4 separate regions of the Mus musculus genome follow, and regions 1, 2 and 3 are each linked to region 4. The links are chromatin contacts, called in public HiChIP or PLAC-seq maps. All regions are on one chromosome and are shown on one strand. Each heading gives the region's core, a stretch centred on a gene start, on an enhancer-like site or on the middle of the called end of the contact. The rest is flanking DNA. Distances are from core to core; before and after follow the strand shown. Region 1 has its middle 43 kb from the start of Camk1g. Region 2 has its middle 14 kb from the start of Camk1g. Region 3 has its middle 29 kb from the start of Gm31753. Region 4 has its middle 220 kb from the start of Gm31870.

Evidence for each region. HiChIP or PLAC-seq counts read pairs in DNA pulled down with a chosen protein or histone mark.
Region 1: a FOXA1 HiChIP or PLAC-seq map of pancreatic cancer cells shows a contact between it and region 4. The contact joins two enhancer-like sites. A contact is called at or near these places in 2 of 115 datasets of contacts at active chromatin or transcription factors (embryonic fibroblasts and pancreatic cancer cells).
Region 2: a contact with region 4 is called in a FOXA1 HiChIP or PLAC-seq map of pancreatic cancer cells. The contact joins two enhancer-like sites. A contact is called at or near these places in 2 of 39 promoter capture datasets (embryonic stem cells and stem cell-derived epiblast-like cells), 1 of 15 datasets of contacts at CTCF or cohesin (the NIH/3T3 cell line), 4 of 484 Hi-C or Micro-C datasets (adipose-derived mesenchymal stem cells, embryonic stem cells, muscle stem cells and 1 more) and 1 of 115 datasets of contacts at active chromatin or transcription factors (pancreatic cancer cells).
Region 3: a FOXA1 HiChIP or PLAC-seq map of pancreatic cancer cells shows a contact between it and region 4. The contact joins two enhancer-like sites. A contact is called at or near these places in 1 of 15 datasets of contacts at CTCF or cohesin (the NIH/3T3 cell line), 2 of 484 Hi-C or Micro-C datasets (cortical neurons and myocytes) and 1 of 115 datasets of contacts at active chromatin or transcription factors (pancreatic cancer cells).

What each region holds. Positions count from the first base shown.
Region 1 is chr1:193,410,370-193,417,158 of GRCm38.p6, forward strand. No RefSeq gene overlaps it. Among named protein-coding and RNA genes, the nearest start is that of Camk1g, 43 kb to the left of the region's middle. Within about 2 kb of position 3,157, at least 33 of the 459 cell types and tissues checked have an H3K27ac peak or open chromatin away from gene starts, as enhancers often do. A contact at or near this core is called in pancreatic cancer cells, where this site is marked.
Region 2 is chr1:193,381,376-193,387,994 of GRCm38.p6, forward strand. No RefSeq gene overlaps it. Among named protein-coding and RNA genes, the nearest start is that of Camk1g, 14 kb to the left of the region's middle. Within about 2 kb of position 4,831, at least 29 of the 459 cell types and tissues checked have an H3K27ac peak or open chromatin away from gene starts, as enhancers often do. A contact at or near this core is called in pancreatic cancer cells, where this site is marked.
Region 3 is chr1:193,447,139-193,453,439 of GRCm38.p6, forward strand. No RefSeq gene overlaps it. Among named protein-coding and RNA genes, the nearest start is that of Gm31753, 29 kb to the right of the region's middle. RefSeq lists an enhancer at 2,191-3,047. Within about 2 kb of position 2,598, at least 113 of the 459 cell types and tissues checked have an H3K27ac peak or open chromatin away from gene starts, as enhancers often do. A contact at or near this core is called in pancreatic cancer cells, where this site is marked.
Region 4 is chr1:193,867,903-193,874,350 of GRCm38.p6, forward strand. It overlaps the pseudogene Gm21362. Among named protein-coding and RNA genes, the nearest start is that of Gm31870, 220 kb to the left of the region's middle. Within about 2 kb of position 3,004, at least 27 of the 459 cell types and tissues checked have an H3K27ac peak or open chromatin away from gene starts, as enhancers often do. A contact at or near this core is called in pancreatic cancer cells, where this site is marked.

The DNA of each region.
Region 1 (6,789 bases), core at 1,907-4,406, 460 kb before region 4:
GTAACTGTAGTCACATTTATTTTATTACTGCTCAAATTGAACGTTGCCATCTGCATTTCTTCTCTCGTGGCTCAGTTTTTGGTCTCACTTTGTCATTTTACTCCCATGGTGTAGATATTAGTTTCTTACTGTCTCTATAACAGATTGACTAAAAGCGGTGTGATTTTAAACAGCAGAGATGTATTTTCTCCTGGTTCTGGAAGCCAGTCTGAAATTAAGGTATAGGCAGAGCCATGCTCCCTTTGAAGCTGCTGAAGGCAACTCTGTCTCTCTTCTTCCTAGCTTCAGAGGGGCCCACCTTCTCTGTGTGACCCCGCATTCTATCTCCATGTGGCTACATTCCCCATTGTCTGAGTATCTGTGTAAGGACAGAAATCCCTTTGCTGAGCAAGCATTTTAGCAAAGTCATTCCAAGTAAGGCCTCAGTTGCAGGTCCAGTGTGCTTGGACTTTAGTGTCTTCCCTAGGGACACGATCCAGCCCTCACTCACCAGTGCTGATGTTTCTTACCAGTTACTGATCACCGTGCTCATCTCATTTCTGATCCTTTGGTTCATACGTGCTGCTCTGTGGGACCAGAAAAGTCCATGGAAAACAGGGCAGTGATGTGAGCCTTGAGCATGTGGGCCTCATGGCCCCTGTACTGTCCTTTGTTCTGGAGAAAATGAAGAGTGAGGGGATGAGGAGAGAAAGGGAGGCTGTGGGCTGAGGGCTGCTGACCTCTTTCCCAGTAGATCTGAGGGTCAGTTTGGAAGGGGTATGACTAACAGAGTCAGAAAGGCTGAGACCACAAGGACCATGGATAACTCAGAGCCAGGTAAATGGAGGTCAGTGGGGAGATGCTTGGAGATAAAACAGTTGTCTAGCATGCATGAGGTCCTGGGCTTAGTCTCTAGGACTGAAAAATGAAAAGGTTAAATGGACGATCTTTTAGTTATGAAGGAGGGTTCTAAGCCCATTGGAATGTTCTGAGTTTATATGAGGCTATTTTGAGTAGTCATTTCTTTCCCTTCCCTTCCCTTCCCTTCCCTTCCCTTCCCTTCCCTTCCCTTCCCTTCCCTTCCCTCCTTCCTTCTTTCCTTTCTTCCCTCCCTCCCTCCTTCCTTCCTTTCTTCCATTCTCCCTTCTTTTCTTTCTGACCAAGTCTCATGGAGCCCAGGCTGGCCTTAAACTTAGTAGGTAGCTGAGGATGACCTTGAACTCCTGATTCGCCCGCCTCTGTGATTATTGGCATGGCCAGCATGCCTGGTTTTATGTAGTGTTGGGGGACTGAACCATGCATGCCAGATGAGCACTCTGTTGACCAAGCCCTCTTATTCGTCTCTTAAAATCATCTGGGGTACCAGGCACTACAATGAACATTTGGTCCAGAGCTTAAAGGTCCTTTGCCCAGCGATGATGTGTGCTCACAGTAAAGATTAGAACTCATATATACTAGGAAGACCACTCAGACCCCTTGGCCCCTCTCTGCAAGTTTCCTTTTTAGATATAAATTTCCAGGTGAGTTGTCTGAGCAGTGGTCTGGTGGAAGTTTCCTTTGGGGCTCAAACCTAGAGCCTCTCCTTCTGCACCCATGCCTGGAGGAGCAGCTGTGCAGAATCAGGAATGCCAGGGCAAGGCTCTAGGGGCCTGGAAAAGAGGGAAGATTTATCCAAGGAGGCCCATGGAGGGGTAGACTAGGACAGGACAGGGGTAGTCAGACCCCAATGCTCCCCCAGCGGCAAGAAGCGCTCAGGAAGGCTCAACCTACACCTTTCACCAGGTTGGCAAGTGACTGCAGGGACAGCAGTGAATTGGGGCAAAGTATCCCACACCCACAGCCAGCGGTTCAGGATGGGAATGCTGGCTTTAGTACAAGCACCCCCTGAAGCTGAATGCTCGCCACCATGAAAATGCTGACAGAGAATGCTTGCCACCATGTAAATGCTGACAGAGAATGCTTGCCACCATGAAAATGCTGAAGGAGAAAACAAGAGTTGTGGAGAAAAGAAAAGCCTGAGTTCAGAGGCCAGATCTGCAGTTTCCTAGCTGGGCAGTACTTTTACTCTGCTTAGATTTTTAATTTCTATTTTGTAAAAGTGAGATGATATTCTTGTTCTGTGAAGTGTTAGAGATAGTATATCGTGTGAGAAGCTTATGTCTGACACAGGGCAGGTGCCAAGTATGAGTCTCTTTCTTTCTTACGTAGTTTTTATTCAACTTGTTATGATTCTAACAATACACAGAGTGACTTTTCCTGGTAGGTTCTTCCATCCTGATAGTCAAAACTTTGTAATTCCAATCTTCACAGATACTCCCCTTAGATAAGCTTCTGAACCGTCGCTTCTGCTTACACCTAAGCAGAAATTAACATCTCTCTCACATCTCTCAGCAGATCTGGGGGATTTGGGGCGGTCAGATGTAATGGGGGAATGTGGAAGAGAGAGCCCAGCTCACCTCTGGCAGACAGTGGGATCAACTTCCTGCAAGAGCCTGTGGAAGCCACTGAGCAGGTGCAGCAAGCAGTCAGGTCCTCTTTAGGAAATGTTGGTCTTATAGACCTCCTGACTGCTTGTCTCGATACATAGTGACATCAGCATCCTGGAAGCCTGCCTCTGACACCCCACCCTGTGTGTGTGTGTGTGTGTGTGTGTGTGTGTGTGTGTGTGTGTGTGAGAGAGAGAGAGAGAGAGAGAGAGAGAGAGAGAGAGATGATCTGCTACATACATATGAAGAATAAGAGGGTCATCTCATTGGGGAGCAGTTCAGCTTCCTAAAGTAGACAGATACTGAAAGAATCAATATGAAGGGGGGCTGTCATAAAGAGGCTCCAGGGGCAGAAAGGGCAGGATCAGGGAAGCCAGAGGTCAAGGTTCACAGCCCCAGGTAGTAGCCTTGACATGACCCCTACAGGTGTTTCATAGAGCAGGTGTAGCCTGCTGGGAACAGCTGGGTGGTGAGTCCTAGGACTCTAGGTAATTCCTCATGGTACTGGGTACTTCAGTGCCAGGAACCAAGCTCTGCTCCCAGGAGCACCGAACCCTCAAAACCCAACCTTTGAAGGACTAGCCATCTTCATCACAGGGGGAATGAGATATCACAATGACTCCCTAGACCTTCTTTCTAGGGGATTTATATATCCAGAGACAAAGACTCTGAATCATGCATGTGGGTAGAGACTGTGCGGTTCCATTCTGAGACCGTGCTGTTCCACGGCATTCAGTGTATGATTCATTTGACCCAGAGAATAAAACCTGGGTGAATAATAATAAAATATAAGCCCCCAAGGGTTTGGAATCATTGCCTGACCATAAATTAGCACCCATAATGAAAGTGAAAATTTACCCTGAATTTGGGACAGTCTGGGTCCCCACCCCCCAATTGAGTTTAAATGTTTTCCATAAATCCCAACTATTTTAGGGCTGTAAAGATGATTAACCACCTGAAATGTAGCCCTCTGGGACATAAGAAAAAAATACCAAGCCATTTCTTAAACAAAGTCCATGAGTAAGGGCTAAGTTATGGTATTTCTGAAGGGTGAGGCTGTGCCTTCCCAACTAAGGTCAGAAGGAAACGGACAGAAAGGAAATCAATTGGAAAATGACTCTCATGCTTGAATCATTATTTTCTTCTTCCACCAGGAACCTGATATTGGTTTTTATAAGTGATAGTGAAGTGATTAAAAATGGACTAAAATCTTGAAACAGAGTCCAGGGAAAGTAGCCAGAACGAGAAGGCCATTGGTCCTTCATCATCCTGCCTCGTGGGTGTCCCCTTCCTCAAGTCTTTAATCCATCTTTTGAATGACTCAAGAGTTAGTGATCTATGATGCTAAAATATTTATATGGTGATCTGTCTTTTGAAGAGAGTTTGTGCCTAGCTCTGCAAACAGTCTGCCAGCCCTTCCCGAAAATGCCGAGCCAAGCCATGGTGCCCAGAGTCCTGAGTGTTCTTCCCACCAGCCATAAATAGATATTTTACAGCTTGTTATCCTTAGTCATAAACTAGTGATGAGGTAAAGTCAATAGTAATGGCTGTCAGATCCTACTGCTTGATGTGTGAGGTGGGTGAGTTATGGTGAGCTAGTTAGAAAGTGGGCACAGGCATCTTAAGGATTGGCTTTATCAATCCCCCTTCCTTGAGAGATTAACTTACTTAAAGTTCTAGTTTAATAAGCTCAGACTTTAATCCTTGTTTCTTTCATCTTTTGAGTGCCCAAAGGTGATAGGAAGGATAACTGGGAAGTTTAAATGAACTCTGAAGGTGGCCTGCTGTTACCAGCAGGGATTCTATCATCTTTCCGGGTGTGCTTGTTGAGTGAGCTGGGTTTACTTGACATATTGGAGATGTGACAATTACAGACGTGACAGGACTGCAGGTGCTATGGGGTTAAGAAGTGTTAGCCAGCACCTCACTTTTGCAGCCTCTGGTTCTGCAGAGTTGAGTCAGTGAGTCTCCACAGCTGGAGTCTCCACAGCTTGGAAAGTAAGGAATTTTTCAATTTCCCAGTGCCTAAGGTTAAATGCATATCTAGGACCAGCTCTGAGGAAGACTGGTCCCAGAACTCAGGACTGGAGAAGAGCAGGTCCCCCAAACTCAGGACAGGACAGGTCCCAGAGCTTTGAAGCATGGAAAAACCCCTGTGGTGTCAGAGTTGAGTCCTCTCTGAAGCTTAGAGAATTACCCCATAATAGCAGGGTCCTCTCTGAAAGCCTGGATAAGCCTGGTGGTGGCAGGGTCCTTTCTGAAGCCTGGAGAAGTCCCTGTGTGGTATTGGGTGAAGGAGCAGCTAAGAATTCAGCGATCACTCTCTAAGAACAGGTCTTTCTTCAGATCTCATCTTCTTCTCTCTGATTTTGAGTTTAGCTATGCTTCCCCCTGAGATATTCCCCGTATCTCCTTAATTTGGTGGTCCACTGCTTGGGGGCTCCCTGAGAGTGGACAGTCTTGGATCATGGCTGATTCCTGTTGCCAGATCCTAAATACCTGTAGTTACATATTACCTTTGTTCTTAGCTCAGTCCTTTCTCCCTCCCCTTCCCCATCACCAGCTTTTCCTGCAGCTACTTTGGCACAGTTCATGGCTGGGATCAGGAACCCCAATCTCACCTTAGAGGGAATATACCCCATACTTCCTCCACACCCAGGCCAGTGTTCTGAACCCCTGTTTACTCCAGTGCAAGGTCTTCAGCCCCCTTCCCCATCCCCTTTCTGCCTCTCTGATTCATCAAGGAAAGCTCTATTCTTAGAGAGTCTGAAATCTTCCTAGGTAAGAAAGGATATGAACAAAATGCATATGTGGACCACCCAGACAAGAGAGAATGCTGGGGTCAGAAAGGGCTCCACTTGGCACCAGGCAGAGATTAGTCTTGGAAGATGAGCTGTAGGCCTCTGGTTCTTTACCTTGGCTACACATGCCCTATACTTATTCAGGAGAAAGGGGTCTAAAGATAGCCAGAACCTATGACTCCTCTGTTAGAGTCAGCATGCCCCTCTTGGAAACTAGGAAGATGGGAAGGTCACAGTCCCCTCTAAATGGCCATTAGAGTGATTAGATAGGAAAGCAGTTATTGACCAACAGATATTAAATCTTGGCTGCCTGTCCACATTGGTAATGATCATAATGAAATCCACTCTCCAGCCTAATGGATGTGGATAAAGTCTTGGAAAATGAAGAGAGAAAGCAGGCTATTTGACAGGGAGTTAGAGATGGAATCCATCAGGAGAAGGTGTCAGTTTTTAAGAAAGGCTACAAGTAGTTAAGGGAATGGGAGAGCTGTGTGGTGGGAAGTGACAGGCATCAAGTCCCCTTTACTGGAAGCAGCAGTGCAGAAATTTTGAACCTGGAGCCTAAGTAAGAGATGTGGGTAGAACATCGGTGAACTCGTGCTAGGTCCATTCTCATCTGAAGAGCTGTGTAAAAGGCCCCAGATTTAGGACTCTGTGGAATCTCAGAGTGCATTCAGAAGCCATTCCTTACTTACTCTCTGACTAGGGCCAGCATTGACTCCAACACCTTGTTAGCATCCCTAGCTGGGTAGATGTGCAGTTCTAGGTAGGAGGCCATACCAACCTCTGCAATTATAGCTGGGTTTGCTGCCAGCCCAGCATCCCAGGCATGATGATTATACCCATAGCCTGTAGCTCTTGCACAGAGTTCTAAGATCTCTGCCAGAAAGGACCCATTGTTACTGATGAGATTTTACTCTTTATATATTGACCCCCCCCAAGTCTATAACCCAGCCCCGACTTCTTTTCTTATGTCTATAGCAAATACTTACAGTTTTAAAATGTATTATTTTTTAGGTGTCCTGGGCATCAGATCTCCTTTCTGATCTACAATCTTACTTGACTCAGCTGTGAGAAGTCATATTCTCCAGGACTCATCCTCTAAGATGAGACTAGAATACATAAATAGACCCAACCAGCCAGATAGAACCTGGGGTTGATTTGGGAGCTGGTTTACTAGGCCACGGAGATAGGACCCAGGGTCCTGTGATGGTAGCCTGGCACTGTGGTCCTTAGAGGCCAGCAGTCAGCGGGAGCAGTTTCAGTGGCATCCTCACAGAAGTTTCTAGGGTGGGGTAGGGGTAAATTTGTCTCTACATCCTGCTGCATAGCCTCTCATACCCTTGGAGGCCCTGCAGATAACCCAGCATTCTTTCCATTTGAATACCTTTTTATTCAAACTACTGAGAATGTACCTTTCAGTTAGGGAGACAGAACCCACACCAGGCTTTTAGTCAATCTAATAGAACTTGAATGTGGAAGGGTTAGAATGATGGGAGAGTAGAAAGCTAAGTGGGGAGGGG
Region 2 (6,619 bases), core at 3,581-6,080, 480 kb before region 4:
TGTCCACTGTTAGACTCAGATAAAACCATCAGTTTCCTATGGAGAAATCCCAACAACATGCAGGCCAGCCAGCTTTCTTGGTGAAGTCCTCTGAGGTATAGTCTTCTTAACCCTGGAGAAGACATTGCTGGTAAGAGGGGACCTTGTGTAGAAGCAGGGCCATGGGACAAGCAATGAGTTGAATTCAGATGACATCATACTGCAGAAAGGTTGATGTTTGGACACAGACATACACACAGGAGGGGGTTCCATATGCAGATGACAGAGACACTGGTGTTTCTTCTGGAAGCCAAAGACACCTAAGACTGCAAGCAAACCCATCCAAAACTAGGAGAGAAAACAGAGAACACGCTCTCTCTAGATTTCCTGAAGGCTGCAGCTCTGTGAGCTCCTAGATCCCACGGCAGCTCTAACTTCCCTCCACCCTGTAGGGTGTGAAAACTCAACTTGGGTGGGTGTAGCAAGGAAACAGAGTCAGCTGGCAGGTCTGTTACACCCTGGAAGGAAAGCATGGAGACTCGCTCCTGCCCTCTCCAGCCAGGGCTATTGCTGGTGGTGTGGAATCGTCTTCACTCCTCCTGTTTTTTTGTTCTCCATCTGGAAACCCCCTCCCCCATGAGCTGTGTGCAGAATGCAGTGTGTCAGAATTCATCACGGGGCCAGCTGTTGCTGTATGTTTTGCGAAGCACAATTCCCACTTTGGGTCTGCCTGACAGCACACTTGTAAGAAAGCAAAGCTCCGTTTTGTGGTTTTGTGCTTTTAACTACCTAGAGACATGTTCATAAGAGCTGATTTGGCCACAGTTCCGTGGGACTATGCCTTTAGGAATGCCAAGCCCACTCCTAAGCTGGCTGGAGACCCTTCACAGTCTAGAGTGACTGCCTGGAGCCGGCAATAATTCCCAGACATTTCTCTCAGCAGAATCCCAGTGGTAGAGGTGCCTTTGAGATAGCAACAGAAGAGCTGAGTGGAATGTGGGGATGGGGTGGAGTACGGGCTGACTGTGTATCTTTGATAGCGTTTTTAAACACAATAGCCAGCACTAAGCTCCACCTGCTTTAGGGTTTCTATTACTTGGGAGGAAAGTGTTTATGTCAGCTTATTGTTTCACATCACAGTTCATCCCTGAGGAAGCCAGGGCAGGAATACCGGAGGCAGGATCTCAGACGGAGGCTGTCTGCTTTCTTTCAGCCAGGACCACCAGCCCAGGGGTGGCCCCACCCACAATGGGCTGGACTTTCCCACGTCAATCATTAGCTAAGACAGCGCGTCACAAGCTTGCCCACAGGCCGCTTTTATGGAGGCATTTTCTCAACTGAGGTTCCCTCTGTTTAGGTGGTCCTAGCTTGTGTCCGGTTGACAAAAACACAAACAAACAAACAGCTGGCACAAATGAAAACTAGATTTCGAGGAGATTGGACTTTCACAAGAAAACCTGGAAATGGGGAGGCTGAGTACCAAGGAAAAAGCGACACCGGAAGCCAATGGTTGACTCCCTGAGGTGCGCTAACAAGGACCATGAGTTATTCTGTGTTTGGATTAGCAGACCCCTCCTGATGAGATGAGAAGCTCTCAGAGGTCTCAAGGAAGGGATGGCTAGCCTGGATGGCAGTTCAGGTTCCGAGTGCAGGACCAGAGCCCTCTGCTGGCCATCTAGAGCTCAGCCAGTGACCTGTTTTTGGACTTCCACTCATTCCAGCAACAAGGGCAAAATACAAGCCCAAGGCCCAGGAACAGGTCCTCTCCCCACATTTATGTTTCCCAATTCCACTTTTCAGTTTAAAAAAATATATTATTGTTGGGTGGGCTTGAGCCACTGATGAGATAGTTTTTACTTGCATTTTCTTTGCAGTTACAGAAGGCTGCCACTGTGGGGCAGGGTACTCCCCGCTTGTGTCTTTGTCTTTCTCTGTGTCTGTATATTCTTTCTCTCCCCCCACCCGTCTGTGAGTGTGAACATGAGAAAGTGTGTGTGCACGTGTGTGAGAGAGTGTATGGGAACATGTGAGAGAGACGGGGTGGGAGACAGAGACAGAGAGAGAGAGAGAGAGAGAGAGAGAGAGAGAGAAAGAGAGGAGGGGTTCACCCTTATGTCTCCTCTCCAGGCAGAGTGAAAGAGAGGTTAGATTTGGGGGAGGATGCCCAGTTTGCAGCGTATCCCCAGGTAGAATCCCCAGGGAAGGGAAAGAGAAAAGGGGGGAGGAAAGGGAGAATGAGAAGGCTCCAGGGCCATCATTTACAGGTGACCTGTGTGACCAGGGAGGCAACTCCTTGGGAAAATTCAAGAAATGTTTTGTGCTCTCTACTTATTGTCTGGTAAATTGCTAGGAATATTATACTTTTGTGGAGAAGGTGACCAGACAATACCTGGAGGGGTCTTCAGCCATTGTTAGGGCGTCAGCAAGACTGTCTCATATGAACTGGATCTCCCTTTAAACAATGACCTGAGTGCAGACACCTTCTCTGTGGAACTGTTCATAATTGCAATATTTGGGTTTATCTAGAAGGTAGACCTGCCTCCTTTGAAAAATTAGAAGTAATTTCACAGGAATGGAACTGGGCAGTGGCCAAAATCATGGTGCTCTCTAGTGCCAGAGGCTGGGTTACAACCCTGTCTCTCTCACTCACTGACTCTGTGATCCAAGCAAGCGACATCTGTGCTGTGCCTTGGTTTCCTCACTTATAAAAGGGTCACCAAGACGGCTCAGCAGAGAAAGGTGCTTGCAGTGCAAACTTGGCAATCCCTGAGACCCGTGTAGAGGTAGAAGGAGAGGACTGATCCCCTAAAGTCCTCTGACTGCCACACGTGACCTTTCCTACCATATACTCAATAGCGATCATGAAATTAAAATGGAGCTGTAAATGGCACTTACCATACAAGGTTGTTTTGAAAGTTAAAACAATACTGAGCACTATTATTAGAAAAGAATAAGCAATAGCTGTCACCTGTAAACATCACCATCATCATCATCACCACCACCACCATCATCACCATCAGAAAATCATCATCATCACCTTAATCATCGCCCTCATCATCTTAACCATCATCATCACTACCATGACTCTCACCATGATCACCATCACGACCACCATCACTACCATTATCATCGACATGAGGCTATGAATCTTTGTGAGAAAACAGATATGAAGAAGTGTGGTGAACAGCCTGTGTCCACCACTGTCCACTTCATCCCTCCCATCAGCACTGAGGGCTCCCACCTGGAGGGTGGACAGTATTGTGCTCATCACTGTGGGCAGGGGATTGCGGTTTGGTGTGACTTCTGCTGGAGACATTAAATATCCCCATAGGATTGGTCACAGGATAGCTAGAAGCCGCCACTGTGAGGAGCCCGACATCTGTTGGCTCGGATTCTCTGGTGTCTGTGTGGAGCAGAGTTACACTGCTGAGGTCGAGTCAGAAGTCAAATTTTCTACAAATACCTCACAAGTTTTTGATCCATCTCAAGTTTGAGAGTGAAAGAGACAGACAGATTGGCAGGGAGTCCTCTTGTCTCAGGTGCCCTATTAAGAGACCTGCATGCACGCAGGCCGGTACTGTTTAAAGCCCGGTGTTCTTCTATACTTCTTCCCATTGGTAAAGAGATTCAGTATCAGTTTACTTGGAATATTTGGCAACCATTTCCTGAAATTGAACATACCACCTGGACATCTGATCAGTAACCGTTAAAGGATGAATCATGTAGCCGGGAAAGACAGTTCAGTGAGTAAGAGTGCTCGACGTGCAAATGTGAGTTCCTGATTTCAGATCCCAGCACCAAGGGGAAGAGCTGAACAAGGCCACCTGTGTGCCTCTAACCCTATGCTGGGGGATGGGGTGGCAGAGACAGGAGGATTACAGGGGTTCACTGGCCACTGGCCTAGTTAACAAACAAAAGCTACAAAACCCATACCCAATACCACATCTTCCTCTGGCCTTAGTGTGAGTATGGGTAGGTACACTCATCCTTGCAACACACACACAGATGCACAGGCTCACATACGCATGCACACACACACACACATGCAGATGTGCATGCTCACATGCACACACACATGCATACACACATGCAGATGCGCATGCTCACATACACACAATGCAGATGCGCATGCTCACATACACATGCATACACACACAGAGATGCACATTCTCACATACACATGCATACACACACATGCAGATGTGCATGCTCACACACACATGCACACACACAGAGATGCACATTCTCATATACACACGCATACACACACATGCAGATGCACATGCTCATATACATACATACACACACGCAGATGCACACGCTCACACACATGCATACACACAGAGATGCACATTTTCACATGCACATGCATACACACACGCAGATGCACACGCTCACATATGCATGCATACACACATGCATACATACACACATGCTGATGCACATGTTCACATACACGTGCATACACACACAGATGCGCATGCCCACATTCACACACATGCAGATGCACATGCCCACATGCACATGCATACACACACACAGAGGGAGAAATGTTTCTAGTTGCTGATGTGTCTGAGTCATTGGCTCATTGCATACTAGTTCACTCCTTGCTTTATCATTGGTCTTAACCCCAAGTCTTAACCCCTGTTTCACCAAGGCAGCTTGGAGCTTTGCTCCACACATATCCCTAGGTCTGTGTTTCCCCAGCAGAGACTCAGCAAACAGCTATTAGAAGACAATGAAGCAGCAAAGACACTGGCTGGCCTGGCACGTTGTCTGGGCTCTGCTGGTCCCAGATGGCGCTCTTTACAGTGTCTGTAAAGTCCTAGGAAATCTGAACAGATTGCTACAACAAAGTGGGGCAAAGGGGAGACAAAGGACAAGGCTGAGAGGAAACAAGTTAACTCAAGCCCTTTGCTGGGCAGAGCGGCTTCAGAGACATGACAACCTGTGGTCAGTAGAGGGCAGTGTTGCCTCAGCGACTATTTTAATAACCACTTGGCCAGGCTCCAGCTGGCTCTCCAGAGCTTTGGCAGGATTGCTGGAATGGACAGAGGCCAGCCGGTCTGTCCATTTGAACAAAAGCAATAAAGAAGATAGACACCTGTGTACTTACCGTCTACATCCCATATTTCCTGTATAAAGCTTTGGCTTTTCTGTCTATCCTTCCTGCTGCTGGGGAGCCCACCCACCTTGGTGGCCACAGCAAGCGATGGGATCTTTGTTTAGTAAAGTATCTCTTTCTTTCTGCACTGTTTTGATTTTAGCTTCTGAGAAAGGGTTTAACTAGATAGCCAAGGCTGTCCTGGAACTTGTGACCCTTCAGGGTCTCCCTGGAGTGCTGGGATTGATTGCAGGGTGCCTCACTGTACCTGGCAGCATCTTTCTGGATGCCCATTATATTCTTGCTGTGAAGATGTGTCCTCCAAGCTTCTGCCTCACTGGCCCTTTCCTTCCTGGCCTCTCCATCTCCCATGTACCTCCCTCTCTGCTCTGCCTCCATATCTGCATGAGAGTGGGTGGTCTGGCTTGTGGGACCAGGTACAAAGCAATAAGGAGAGAGAAGATATGTCCTGTAGGAGCTTCCCATCTCAGGGGGACAAACTCACAGTAGCAGCACCCAGAGGAGCAGAATGGAAGAGTCTCTGCCACACTATGACCAGAGGATGAAGGCAGCTTGGCACAAGGCTCTGCTATTCTCCAGGATTTCCTTAGAGCTTTCTAGAAAACATCTCCTGCACATATCCAAACATCCTGCAAGTATTTCCAAGAGCCATTTCTTTGGTTGTCCTATTTGAGGTTCCTCAGCCCCTCCAAGATGTCTCAGTGATGCCAGACATGGTCCTCCACTTGGGAGGCAAACATCTAAGGCTCTGGGACTTGGTGATGAGCTCTGCAAACACTTGGTTTAACCAGATGCAGGGTGCCCCCTTCCAGGAAGGAGGCCATTTTCTACCACTAGGTTTCTAGAAGCCAGCATGTAGATATGGAAGCAGAGAGGACTGCCACTAGCCAGGCTATGTTGGCATTAGGAGATTAATGAGGCTGCTTCGATGAGGAATGTCTCTTCAGCCAACTGCTGGCAATTAGTCAGAGCTGAGCCTGCTGTGTTCCAGTCTGTCAGCTGGGTCCTGGAGAGAAACACCTCAACAATGGGCTGGCTCAGAAGGAAGGGGACCGGAGCTCAACCCTTACCTCAAGGTAGCAGTATGGGTCTGCACTGACCTTGAACTAAGCCTTCTCAGAACTACCAACCTGACACTGTTTGGAGGAACATCAGATGCTGTCTTTCTGACCTCCCTGCCTTTTCTTGGGGCCACAGTAGGGCTTTTAGAAGATCTCTGTGTTCATGGATCACTTTGAGACTTTGCTCCCAGACCTCCCAGAAGATTGACTATTGGCACTGCTAGACCAGGGACCACTTTGAATAGCAAGGATCTTAGTAGGGAGAGAGGAGGGAGGGAGGAAGAGAAAAAGAGGAATAGAGAGAAAGAGAAAAGGTAGACATATTGTATGTTTTATAAGTGTATTTACATATGTGTGTGTATATGAGTATGTGTGTGTATATATATGAGTGAATGTGTATGTATATATGTGTGAGTGTGTATGAGTGTATGTATGAGTATGTGTGTTTGTGTAT
Region 3 (6,301 bases), core at 1,348-3,847, 420 kb before region 4:
CTGGGGACTAAGGCTTCGTTCGATGCACATTTAGTCTGCAGCTGGTAGCACTGTTTTAAGAGTTTCTTTTAAGAAGTGGGTTTTAGCAAGAGGAAGTGGGTTGCTGTATGGTGGGCCTGAGTTCTCTCTCTTTCTCTTTCCCTCTTTCCCTCCCTTTTTGCTTCCCCCCAAACTGCTAAGATGTAAAGTGTTCCAGTGGCATTCCTTTGCCACTGCTGTGAGCCATATACTATCCATCAGGCCTCTTGTCAGGGTGAGAAGAGTAACCAGTATATGTGACCTCAGTGAGACATGACCTCCTGTCTTCAGTTCCAGCCTCCTTCACACTCCAGAGTGGTGTCTGCTCTGTGAGTCCCCAAGCCTTTGTAGTACTGTCGGTATAGACTGCCTCACTTATGAGGTATCTCTACTGCTGGCTTCGGGTTAACATTTTGTTTGCTTAGTCATTAAGGTACGACTCTGTTTTGCAGCTTCTAACATTTTGTTGCTTGTATCATTTTGTTTCTATGCTTTTGAGAACCTGTGCTTTGAAAATCCCTTTGCAGTAATATTAACAAGGCTGCGAGAACAAGCAAAAGTAACTGCATGTTTGATCACTCCTTATTTAGAATTCTTTATTCTCTTCCTTTGGATTAAAACCACCCAGGATAGTCTAATCATAGCAGGCTTTAGTCATCTCTCTACCATCTGCACTTTCAGAGCCTTCTCTGAAGATAGATTGTGTGTGTGTGTGTGTGCACATGCATATATTTGAGACCGTGCAGACATATGCATGTACGAGCATGCCTGCAGACCCTAAAGCTACGGTTTTGCTGGATTCCCTGAGAATGTATTGCAGCATAGCAAATGGGTATCACATGTGACATATTGTAATATATGCACGGAGGTATAAAGCATACCCATGGCTTTGGCCTTAGTTCATTCCACAGAGCAAGAGGAAATTTTAACCTATAGAATCACATAGTGTAGAATTCGACAGCTTTTCAGTTGCATCAGGGTTGAGTGTTATAGGATTGGATTGGTGCAGTGGGGGACATTCAGGTTTAAAGTACACTAACTTGAAGCCTTTTGTTGCCTATCATTTCATCTTTCTCAGCCTCCATTTTCACACCTATAAGGTGGGGTGGGTGGCCTCCTGGTAGACCCCAGTGTAACCTCTTACACCATAGAATAAAGAGGTTACAGAATAAAGACTATCAAAGGTGGCTCTGAGGTTAAGAGCAGTAGCTGCTCTCCCAGAGGCCCAAAGTTTAGTTCCCAGCATCCACAATGAGTGACTTAAAGCTGTTTATAACTCCAACTTTACCCGTTGCCTTTGGCCTCCTCAGATACCTGTGATTACATGTACACACACACACACACACACACACACACACACACATGGACGGATGACAGAGGTCATCCTGGGTGTGATTCTTCAAGAGCCCTACATTGGTTTTTTTTGAGACAAGGTCTCTCACTGAACCTGGTACTCACAAATAAGGCTAAGCTAGCTGTCCAGTGAGCCCTAGGGATCCTCTTGTTGCCCCACCCCAGTGCTGGGACCATAGGCCCACCATAATTGTTGGTCTACCTCAGTGCTGGGACCATAGGCCCACCACAACTGTTGGCCCAACCCAGTGCTGGGACCATAGCCCATCATAAGTCCTGTACTGTTTAGTTTTGTCAACTTACACAAACCTAGTCATATCTGGGGAGAGGAACTGCAACTGAGAAAACACCTCCATTGAATTGGCCTATGGGTACATCTGTAGAGCATTTTCCTGATTAATGATTGATGTGGGAAGGCCCAGCCCACTGTGGGTGGTACCATCCCTAGGCAGGTGGTTCTGGACTGTATAAGAAAGGTAAGATAACTGTGGGCCTAAGAACAGCCGCTAAGCAGCACTCCCACATAGTTCCTGCCCCTGCTCCTGCTTGAGTTCCTGCCCTGACTTCCTTCAATAATAGTCTGAGGTAAGGATGTATAAGCCAAACAAACCCCTTCCCCCAGGCTACTTTGGGCCGTGGTGGTTATCACAGCAATAGAAGGCAGACTAGGATAATGTTCAACTTTTACCTGGGTGTGAGACCAAACCCAGGCCTTCATGCTTGTGTGACTTTATTGATTTTTACATGCTTTATTGGCAGTCCTGACTGAACAGCCCTTTAATGTCTTAATTTCCTCACTGCTGAGAGGAGGGACCTTGAGCATGTTGACATTTTCAGGTTGGTCCTGCAGAACAATACACGGAATCAGAATTGCTGCTTGGTAAGATGTAGATCCCCAGCGCTCCCTACTCCAGTCAGAGTCTCTGGCAGGGAAGGAACTCCAGTCTGTGCTGTAATGGCTTCCTGGGACTATGCCAGTGCCTTCCTTATCTAGCATTGTGCTGTCAAGTGGCTCTCCAGACAGACTGAAGTGCCAGTTAGCTGGTCAGTGGAGATGGCTGCCAGTGCCTGGGGTAGGAGTTGGGAGTCCTGGGATGATGATGGAAGAGTTTGTGGGATTCCATCAGGCCAGTGAGGTTGAAAGTTGGGCTTCCTTAGTCATGACAGGAGATACAAATCTGCCGGAAAAATCCATTTCCTCTTATGTCCACAAGGGGTCAGTAAAACATCAGGTCTGTCTTTGTTTAAATTTCAGAACAAAAGAATTTTGGCAATGCAGGACAGGCCAGATAAGCCTTATTTATGGCTAGCTTCCCAGCTTCTGAGCGCCTCTAAGAATCACTCTTTTCGGAGGGAAGTGCATTAGCCCACAGGCCTGAAAACTTACTTTCAACCTTTTCTAAAATAACTGTCCTGGGGGCTCCGGAAGTCACTTTAAGATAGAGAAAATTCCGAGCCTTGTATTTCCTGAGGGTGTCTCTTTAGAGTCGTTCAGGATGGCTGGGCAGCTGCTGGAGGGCCTGTAGCAGAGTTGTTAGGCAGAATAGTTGGGCAGCCACCTGAGGACCTAGGGCAGGATTACTAGCCCAGTTTTGGAGGCTCTAAGAGGCTACAATACCTCACTGAAGATGCAAAGTATTGGAACTGAGTCAGACACCATCTGCTACCTCTTTGTCCAGGGCCATCTTCATAAAACCCTGGTTGTCTTTTATTATCACCTTGTCTGAGTTCAGAAGTTTTTTGTTTTTTTGGTTTTTTCTTTCTTTTTTTTTTCTCTTGCTCAGTTTTCCTTCATTTAGAAGCACAGCCACAGGGTGAACATGGAAGGGCCTGATGTACCATTCCCTTCCTGGGCTTTTGTGCCTCCCTGACATAAGATCTGAGAGCTATCCACAGTGACTGATGCACCCCAGGTGATCGCCTAGGGGCGTAGAGCTTTGAAGGTCCTTCCTCCTGTCCCCACGCCCTCCTTCCCTCCTGTATGCTGGTGGCTAAGGACAGATGAGCTACAAATCTGTAAAGTGCCAGGTCACAGAATTCTGTAAGCGCCAGACACTTGACTCCAAGAGCTCGTAACGATCAACACTGGTAAACTCATCAATTAATTAATCAGCTTGTTTGCCAGACCTCACAAGAGGAACTCTGACACACTGGGCATTTTCCTGGGCATGGGTGTTTCATAGCCGAATATGATGTGGGCTTTGCTACGAAGGAAATATGTTTCAAGCAGAGTTTCAAGCAGAGAATGTCAAAGATAAAATCAATGGCCCTGGTGCACCATGGAGAGGGTTGTAGTGGGAAGATAAAGGAACATGACATGAAGCCTCTCCCACCTGGTGGGGGAAGAGCTGACAAATGACATTTCCTAAGCATCCATGAGAGAATCCATGTGGGGTTAGTGAGGGGTGGTTTGAAAGACAAAGTTAGGAAACCTCTCTGTACATACACCTGGGCCACATTCCCTCACAGAGCCCCTGTAGCTAAGCAACGTGGTGGCCCACCCCTATTCGACAGGATGATGTGTGTGTGTGTGTGTGTGTGTGTGTGTGTGTGTGTGTGTGCAGGCTCCTTGAGAAGGACTGAATGAAGCAAGCCTTCCTGCTCCCTCGGTCTCTGACTGCTTGTCTCTGCCCCAAGGGTCCTGGAGGTTGGGAGTGAGTCCTGAACATCAGTTCCCTGGCATCCACTCAGAGCCCAGCTTGCTAGGATTCTGGAAGACCAGGTCTAGATGGGTGCAGGTCTCTTTGGCAGAACGTGTGCTGGGAGATGACTTACAGTTTCTTATACCAGGAAAACTCCTTCCTTTTTCTCTTTTTTTTCTTACTGGGAAGCAATTTATCTAGATTTTCCCAAGCCCATTCTAGAATTAAAATGGAAACTCTAGAGTCCTTAGGATGCCCTCCCTCTGGGCCAGCTGGGTGGCTAAGGTATTCTTTGGTTCTTCCCCTCTTTAACATGTTTCTGGTACACACTGCATCTGTCGTTTCTCTTTGCTGGGAGCAGAGGTGGTTTTGATTAGGATGAGGGCAAAGCTTTGCTCCATAGGCCTGCTTTGCAGTACCCAACTCTATTACACTCTTCTTTGGGGAATTTCTGCTCACACCCCCTGTGGCTTTGAGCTCTCTGTAGTGGATGATTCATCCTGGTATAAGAACCATTGAAATCTCTCTCCCCCTTCTTCCTCCCCTCCTGCTCCCCTCCCCCCACCCATCATGATTTCTGCAGACACACTGACTACCCTCTGCCTGATAAGGGCTGCCTTAACACAGCCTCACAGCTTGGTGGCTTAAATAAGAATATAGTCTCTCACGGCTGGTGTCTAAATCAAGGCATCCATGAGGCACCTCCCAGAGCCTCTGGTGAAATACCAACTCTGCTGCTGCCATCAAGGCCTTCCCCCTGGCCATCTCTTCTTTCTATATGGACAACTGCCAGAAAAAAAGATGGTTTTTCTAACTTACTCTAACATGACCTCGCCTTAGCTGATCTCATCAGCAATGACCCAGTTTCCACACAAGGCCATGTTCTTTCTGAGGTATCTGACTTTGATGCCAACGTTGGGGACCACTCATAACAAGCAGCATCCTTTTTTTTTTCTCCTGGAGTTTAGAACCCAGAGCTTTGCACTGCTTTGAGTAGAGGATGGTTGCATACTCTGTTCCTGAGTCCTCTGACCACTTACTGGTCTTTTAAGAAAGCTCTTTTTCTTATCTCTTAACAAGTTATTTAAATATCTCTGTTCTTGTTTGCTTTCTCGGATTTAATCATTTTAATTTATTTTTCCATGCCTCACCCCTTTCAAAATCCTGGGAACCTCACCCACCCTGCCTCTGGTCAGGAAGTCTTTTCTCCGAAGCTCCCAGGGCTTGGCCAACCTTTATTTCAGCCTTGCCTGGGAGTCTCTCACCACCTTTCCATGCTCTGCCCTGGAGATCTGTGCAAGGGCTGGGAGGGGAGGGGTGTGGTGAGGAGGCAGGGTCTCCACCTAAAGTGTTACTAAATACTTGAAATCTATCTCCACAGAAATCTGTTTGATTTCTTCATCTTGGGTTTCCCTTACAAGATTTCACACGGGAAAGGACTTCCATTAAAGGGTAAAAAGACTGAGTTAGAATTTGGACACCTCTGTCCCCCACCAGGCTGGACATTTACACTGGCAAGGAGGTCACCCTGGAGAGTTTCCATTGAGAATCTGATCAAATAGTCGTTTCAACTTGGCCTGAGAGCTTTGTGGTCACTCAGTCATCCCTTCAACACTTGGGAACTGTAGATGGAGAGAAACTTCCAGATTACACAGGTAATTCATGAAGCAAAAAGACAGTAAGCAGGTTAACAAAAAAAGTAACATCAATTATTTGCCTGGAACATCCCATGCCTGAAAGCACCACAGGAGAAAAAGAACATGCAGAAAGATTTGAAGGTTCTGTGGTTTTGTGAAACATGGCATCACTGTATAGATATCTATATCAACCTTGAAGTCAGTTTCAGCCTCCTGAATGCTGAGATTATAGGTATGTGCTACCATTTCTGGCTTATATAACACCTTAACCAGGTAGGGAATGGGGATATAGGCCCTCATAGGCGATAACAATGATTTTTATGAAAGATGAATAAGCCCTAAGAATGAATGAAGCAATATAGCAGGTATGCCTAGTTTCTTCCAGGCCCCCATCTTGTAGGTTTGTGAAACAGGGGCTCATGTAGCTCATGCTTTGTGGTGAATGAAGATGACATTGAACTGCCTCTGCCTCTCAAGTGTTGGAATGCTGGCACGCATCACCATGACCCATTTATGGTACTGGAGATTGAACCCAGTGTCTTGGGCATTCAAGGCAGGTACCACCTAAGCCACATCCCACATTCTATCTTGTAATGTGTGGACACCTCCCTGTTGGTGGAACTCTAAGGACAGGACTGATGGCAGTTGAGT
Region 4 (6,448 bases), core at 1,754-4,253:
CAGAAGACCCAGGATCCAGCTGTTATTACCACATAAGGGTTTTTATACAAGAAAAATAAAGTGAACTAAGTGTTTAAAATAAAGTATAATTAATAAAGCACGACTCTAACCTGTATGAAGAGGTATGAATCTGGAGAGTGAAAATGTGTTATAGTGATTACCTAGGAAAGGGCTTCTTGGTGCATGTTTGGCACTGTGGCTGTCTTAGAAGCAACTAAAGGGGATTGGCTGGTAGCTGCACCAAGATTTGCAAATGCACACTGGTTTCTAAGCAACAGTACTCAGGCTTCTCTTTCCTGGCCATTGTAGGACACAAGAGTGGGGATTGTTATCTTGTGTACCTAGTTAGAGACTTTATGGTAGAGCAACAGAGGCTGTTAGATAATGTGTTATTATTCATAACAGTTGGGGGTTTCAAAGTAATTTAGTGAGACTGGGAAACCTTGAAGACAAAGAGGTCCTCCAATAGTCTGGACACACTGTCAGAAAGAAGAGCAAGAGGACGATGGTGGGCAGCAAAAGCTGGTCCATACATTACGACAAGGGGCTACCCAATGTTTAGACACCCGTTCATTTAGCCTTGTTGGTACACTGCACACAGGTATGTTATTCTGAATGTGAGTTTACGAAAATAGTAAGAAAATCAACGTCTGCAGGAGGGATAGTGGGCCTGGAGAGGGCTCCTGCAGACTCCCAAGGGCTGACTAGTATCAAATGGAAATGTTTTTTCAACAAAATCTCAGTAACTGAATTTTCATTAAAAAATTAATTCATCTCCAAGTGTTCCTAAATAGTACCATCCATTGACAAAAGTGCTTTGAGGACTGGATAATACCCTTTTGGGGCTATGAGCCACATGTTACAGTATCAGCTCAGGTCTGTCAGAGGCATGGGAAAGGGAGCAGGGCTTGCCTTTGCTACTGTGGTCTTTTAGTGCCTTAGAGCACCTGGGACCTCTGTCTCCAATATGTATGGGCACATGGGTACCCAAGGACCTCACCTCTAACCAGTCAGGCCCTACGCACCCAGCCACATTTCTATTGTCTGAAGTCTTATGAGATATCAGTTTAATGAAAGAGTGTCCACAGAATTAATCACCTCCCCCTTTTGGAGGAAAGTCATCCCAGTACTTGATTTCTTTCCAACTTAATCACACACCCCAATACACCCAGACTTCTGTGAGTCAGACTGAGCTTTCTCATGGTTTCCAGCCTTTTCTTTAAAGCAGCTATCAAGTAGCAGTTATTTTCCCCCCGGTCTGGCATCTCAGAGTGGTTTTACCAAACATGTAGTTAATTAACCCTAATTAATTGGAATTTCAAATGCTTTCCAAGTCTGTGGCGGTGTGAAGCTGTCCTCTCTCGCCAATACAAAGATTCAGTGGAAAGTCCTGTATTACCATTAGGAACATAACATTCTTAAAGCAAGTTCTCATAAAGGGTATGAAATTGTTCAAAGGGAAAATCAGAAGAAATTGTCTCTATCAAGTGGTACAAAGCAATTTAGAGAATGTTACTTTGTCAAGCCAGCTTTGAGCTAAGTTATCCTTTGTAAGATTTCTTTTTTTTTCTTTGAGCATCTATTTTTTTCTAACACTGCCCAACCCCCAATTCTTGTAATAAAATCAATATTTTCTGGAAGAACAGAGACGAGAGCCTTTAGAGGACTCCACCTCCTGTTTGCTGCAAAAACATTAATAAATGTCACTAGCAAAGTTGGGTACCAAGGGAAACAGGATGACCTCATGAATATATTTTCTAAAGAGCTTAAAATGTCCATCTTGTATATTATTCGTTCCTTAAAGAGTCTAAGAGCTATTGATCCCTTCAACTGCTGCAAAAAGCAATTTAAATGCACCAAAGGCTCTATATATGGATGGACAGAGCAGAGCCAGATCAGAGTGGCTTTATAATGCCTATTTCTCCATGTGCAGAGCTAGGCTGCAGAAAAGGTGCCCCTTGGTAGGGTAAATGCTATCACTAGGTCTATTACAGCAAAATAATGGAGAATTAGAACTACCTTTGCCTAAAGTGGTAGCAGTTTATAGACCTGCAAAGATTCGTCTGCTGATAAAAAGTGATTTAAAGAAATTAATTGACGATCATTGCATGGCTATTTCCTGGTTCCTAAAGTGGCAGACATCAAACACCACTAGCAGTGTGTGCACTGATATGCACTCTGTGTCTTCCAGACTTGCACATAGTACAGTAACATGAGTAAGAAGCCACAGACAGAGACCCAGGTATCACAGAAGGTTAGACAACATGCCCTTTAACCACGCTGCTCTATTTGTCACTGTGTATTATATTGGGTTACATACAAGTATATAATAGATTTTGAGCATATCTTGACATAGCCCATTACTCTCCCTTACCCCTTTATCTTCCGTTAGTCTACTTTACTGCTCTAGAAAATTTAGATGATGTATAGTTACCACTGTGGAAGACCTGCTGGATCACCTGTTTCACCTGCTTAGTATTTTCCTCAGCAAGCAAAGTGTCCTTTCCTTGACTCCAAGGGCAGCAGGAAGAAGGAAGACTAGTGTTTCCTAATGCGAGTAGCATGTTTTTCAAAGTTAGGCAACTGCTCATCTTACTTCACAGCCTTTGGGGCAGAGCAATTTTGTCCTTTAGGAATTTTTTTTTTTTTTATTTATTATATGTAAGTACACTGTAGCTGTCTTCAGACACTCCAGAAGAGGGTGTCAGATCTTGTTACGGATGGTTGTGAGCCACCATGTGGTTGCTGGGATTTGAACTTCGGACCTTCGGAAGAGCAGTCGGGTACTCTTACCCACTGAGCCATTTCACCAGCCCCCGTCCTTTAGGAATTTTAAGGTGCTTTGAAGCAATCCTTCTGACTTAATTGCTATCATTAGAGAACCAAAAAATCATTTTATTAGCTCTTGGCTATTCCTATTCTTTTGTTTATATTGACACATCTCAACAGTGACACGCATGGAGGCCTGAATTCCCAAGTGCCCCGTGATATGATGAGTCAGACATATTTCATACCAAAGCAGGAGCAACACAGGGCAAAGAGTATAAAACCAGGTCAGGGAGACCAGCTGGCAACAGTGGAGTAAACTTGGCTAAGATGTTGTCTTTTCTGTGGTTTGGATCAGATTTCACTCTTCCCAAACTTGTATGTGTTGGGAACTTGTTTCCCTGCAAGGCAGTGCTAAAGGGATGGGAGTATCTTTAAGAAGTAGGATCTAGTGGGAAGCCTTTAGGTCATTGTGAAGGCTGTCTTCAGGATACACTGTAGACACTCTTTACCTTTCTGGGGTTTTTTTTTTTTTGTTTGTTTGTTTTGTTTTGTTTTGTTTTGTTTTTTTCCATGCCTTGAGGTCACGCTAAACTAATTTTGACATCATGCCTGAGCATTTAAAACTGGGAGCTAAGTCAAGTAAATCGCAAGACTTGGGGAGTGTGTGTGTGTGTGTGTGTAATCAGAAAAAGACTAATTCAGATATCAGGAAGTTTCAAGTTTTGGGGTATCCTAATAAAATGGTGGCAGCTGTGAATAGGAAATCTTTCTTTAAAAGATAGGATAATCACAAACAAATATCCCCAAATATCACTGGGAATAGTTTCCCGCTGGTTCTGTGTGACTTACTTGTGTTCACAAAACATCTTTGATCTTGTCTCACTCAGCCTCTTATTCCAAATTTCCTCCCTAAATCTTGTTACTTCTCCTTTCCCAATCTCCAGTCTGGGTGTGAAAATTCTTGGTGTGCTAATAATCTCTTCAGCACCTTTTCAGCATACATTTTACCGACAGGTGTGATACCCGTTTCTGCAAACATTAACAGAAGTGAGTCGATGACCATTATATTTTACTCCCCCAAACCTGTATTTGTTGTATTTTTAAAATGCATTCTGAGCTAGTAGCCAAATGATTTGCTCTATACTCGGGGGTCAGCCTCTGTCAAATGTTAGATTCTTTCTCCCTGACCTTGCTATGCTGCCCTCCATATTCGCTACAGCTTTGACAGATTCCAAATAGCAGCTCCATACCCCTCACAGGTAAGAAAGGCAGGCTGGGCAAAGATCAGGCAGTTTACAAAAGTTCAATGTAGGCAGAAGAGAATGCTTTCCTTCTGGATAAGAGCTTCCAGTTTTTGTCTTTGTGTTTAGTATGCTCATAGACTTCTCCAGTCTATGAAGACTTTATTCCACAACTGATCAAGTAAGGCAGCAAACTCTACCCACAATCCACAGGCCCTGCCTGCAACCCAGCAAAAATAAAACCAGCACACGTGTTACTCTGTCATAGTGTTCTAAAGTCATTGACCTCAGCAGGGCTGGGGTCGTCAAGTATTCTAATTTACTACAATTTATTAATTCATGAGATCATTTTTGAATGCAGAAAGATCTTGCCTAGGTCACATGAGTCCCATAGGGTAACCAACACTAAGCTGTATTTCTTTTTGGGGGTGGGGGTAGGGTCGAGATAGGGTTTCTCTATATAGTCCTGGCTGTCCTGGAACTCACTTTGTAGACCAGGCTGGCCTCAAACTCAGAAATCCACCTGCCTCTGCCTCCCGAGTGCTGGGATTAAAGGCATGCACCACCACTGCCTGGCTTAAGCTGTATTTCTAAAATGCCAGTCTAATCATGTTCTCTCACTGCCCAAGATGCTAATGGCCCTTTCACTTATGAATTCCTGAGTCTTGCTTCCAGGGACTTCTTATTTCTGGGCAGGAACAACCCCTTTAAGTCTACCTCTTATCTTTGTATGCCTTTATATTTACTGGTTTCTGTCACCCTATTTGTTTTTTCAAGCTTTTCTCTGTCTAGAATGTTCTGTTGCTCATTATCTAATGACATAACCACAGCCATTCTTCAGTGTCTGGGTCAAATGTCACCTCAGTGTGAAGTTCATTAACCCCATTCTCTTAGGACCACATTTGTAACTATCTCATGCCTACTTTTCTGTAGCTCTCATTCCCTTCAGTGAAACCTACTGTCATAGGCAGAGACGTGTCTTATCTTGTCTGGGTACATAAGAGCTTACCTAACTGATTGACATAAAGCAAGTTCCAATAAATCTTTAGGAGAGGAAAGAATGAGACTCAAAATTGGCAAGCATCAAGTCTTGCTAGTTTCAGTTTTCCTTTTTAAGACACCAGCATTAGCTCCTGCCTCACCTGGGTATCTCTTACAGCTGGCAGGTTCGTCATGTGACACAGCATCTTTCACACTCTGTGCTCTTTTAAAGGAGTCTAAGCACACACCCCTCCTAATATTTTCTTTGCAGATTATTCTAGTCTTTCTGGTTCATTTTCATACATCCTGTTGATAATTTTAGTTGTTTTCTCTGGAGTTTTGGAGGATTGTTACTTTATCATCTATAAAATGAGGTGGTGGAGACAGCTTGAAAGGGATGCAGGAATTGGAAGATTCATTTAGCCGGTGTTTGCTACTTAGTGGTTTCCTCTTTTTTTCCACCCTTCTCCACTCCCTTTCTTCCACCCATTCAATCCCTTAACACTAAATAATAGAGGAAAAAGGTTAGAGGACAAAGAGGGTAGAGATCACTGAATAATGTCAGAGGTCAGAAAGTGGGCAGTGTTATTGTTAAACTACTTCCTACTGATTAGGGGCATTGAGTTCCTTGGGGCAAGTTTTGGTAGGATATCTAATTTCTTCTTCTTGTTCTTTCTTCTTTTCACATAACTTCTTAACAAACCATGACCAACAACAACCAACAACCCATCGATAGCCAAATACCCACCACATCTTTCAGGGTCCTAGCATTTATATATCCTTTGAAAAGTCCCCAGAATTCCAAATGTCCCACAATTGTATAAACTCTCTGCAGCTAAACCATACCCCTGCTAGACAGAGCCCCAGGCAATCATAGTCAGCTGCTGTGGACAACCTGAAGCAGCCCCATATCCCACACCTGGGATTAAAATGAAAATATATTCTTATAATATTTCTATTTTTTTAAGAAACCAAAATTCCAAAATTGCCACTACAGATTTTTGGTGTATATAAGGACACAGCAATGCTATTAGGTTCCTGCAATATCTTCAGGAAGCGATATCAGTGTCTCCCTAATCCTCTTTCGACATTCTAATGATAACTCAAATATAGATATTTTTCCCAAAGTCACTGCCTTATTCCTGTGTGAAAACATGTCACCACATTTCAGCCATCCCTTTGTTTCTTCTTATGCTTTTCAGAAGTGCCTCATAGGAGGAGTCTATCTATAGACATGGGGCTCTAACTAGATATTTTCACTTCTACTTAATTGGCTAAAATCTTAAATGAGAGTGATCAGGATACTAAAATCTTGGTGATACTACTATTAACATTTTTAATCACAGAATTCCCATTTATTTCAACCCTTTCACTCTTGGATCTATGCCAATCTCCTTGCTTTGAAGGAAAAAAAAAAGAAAGAAAAGAGATCTTTAATTCAGCAATATTTTAGAAAG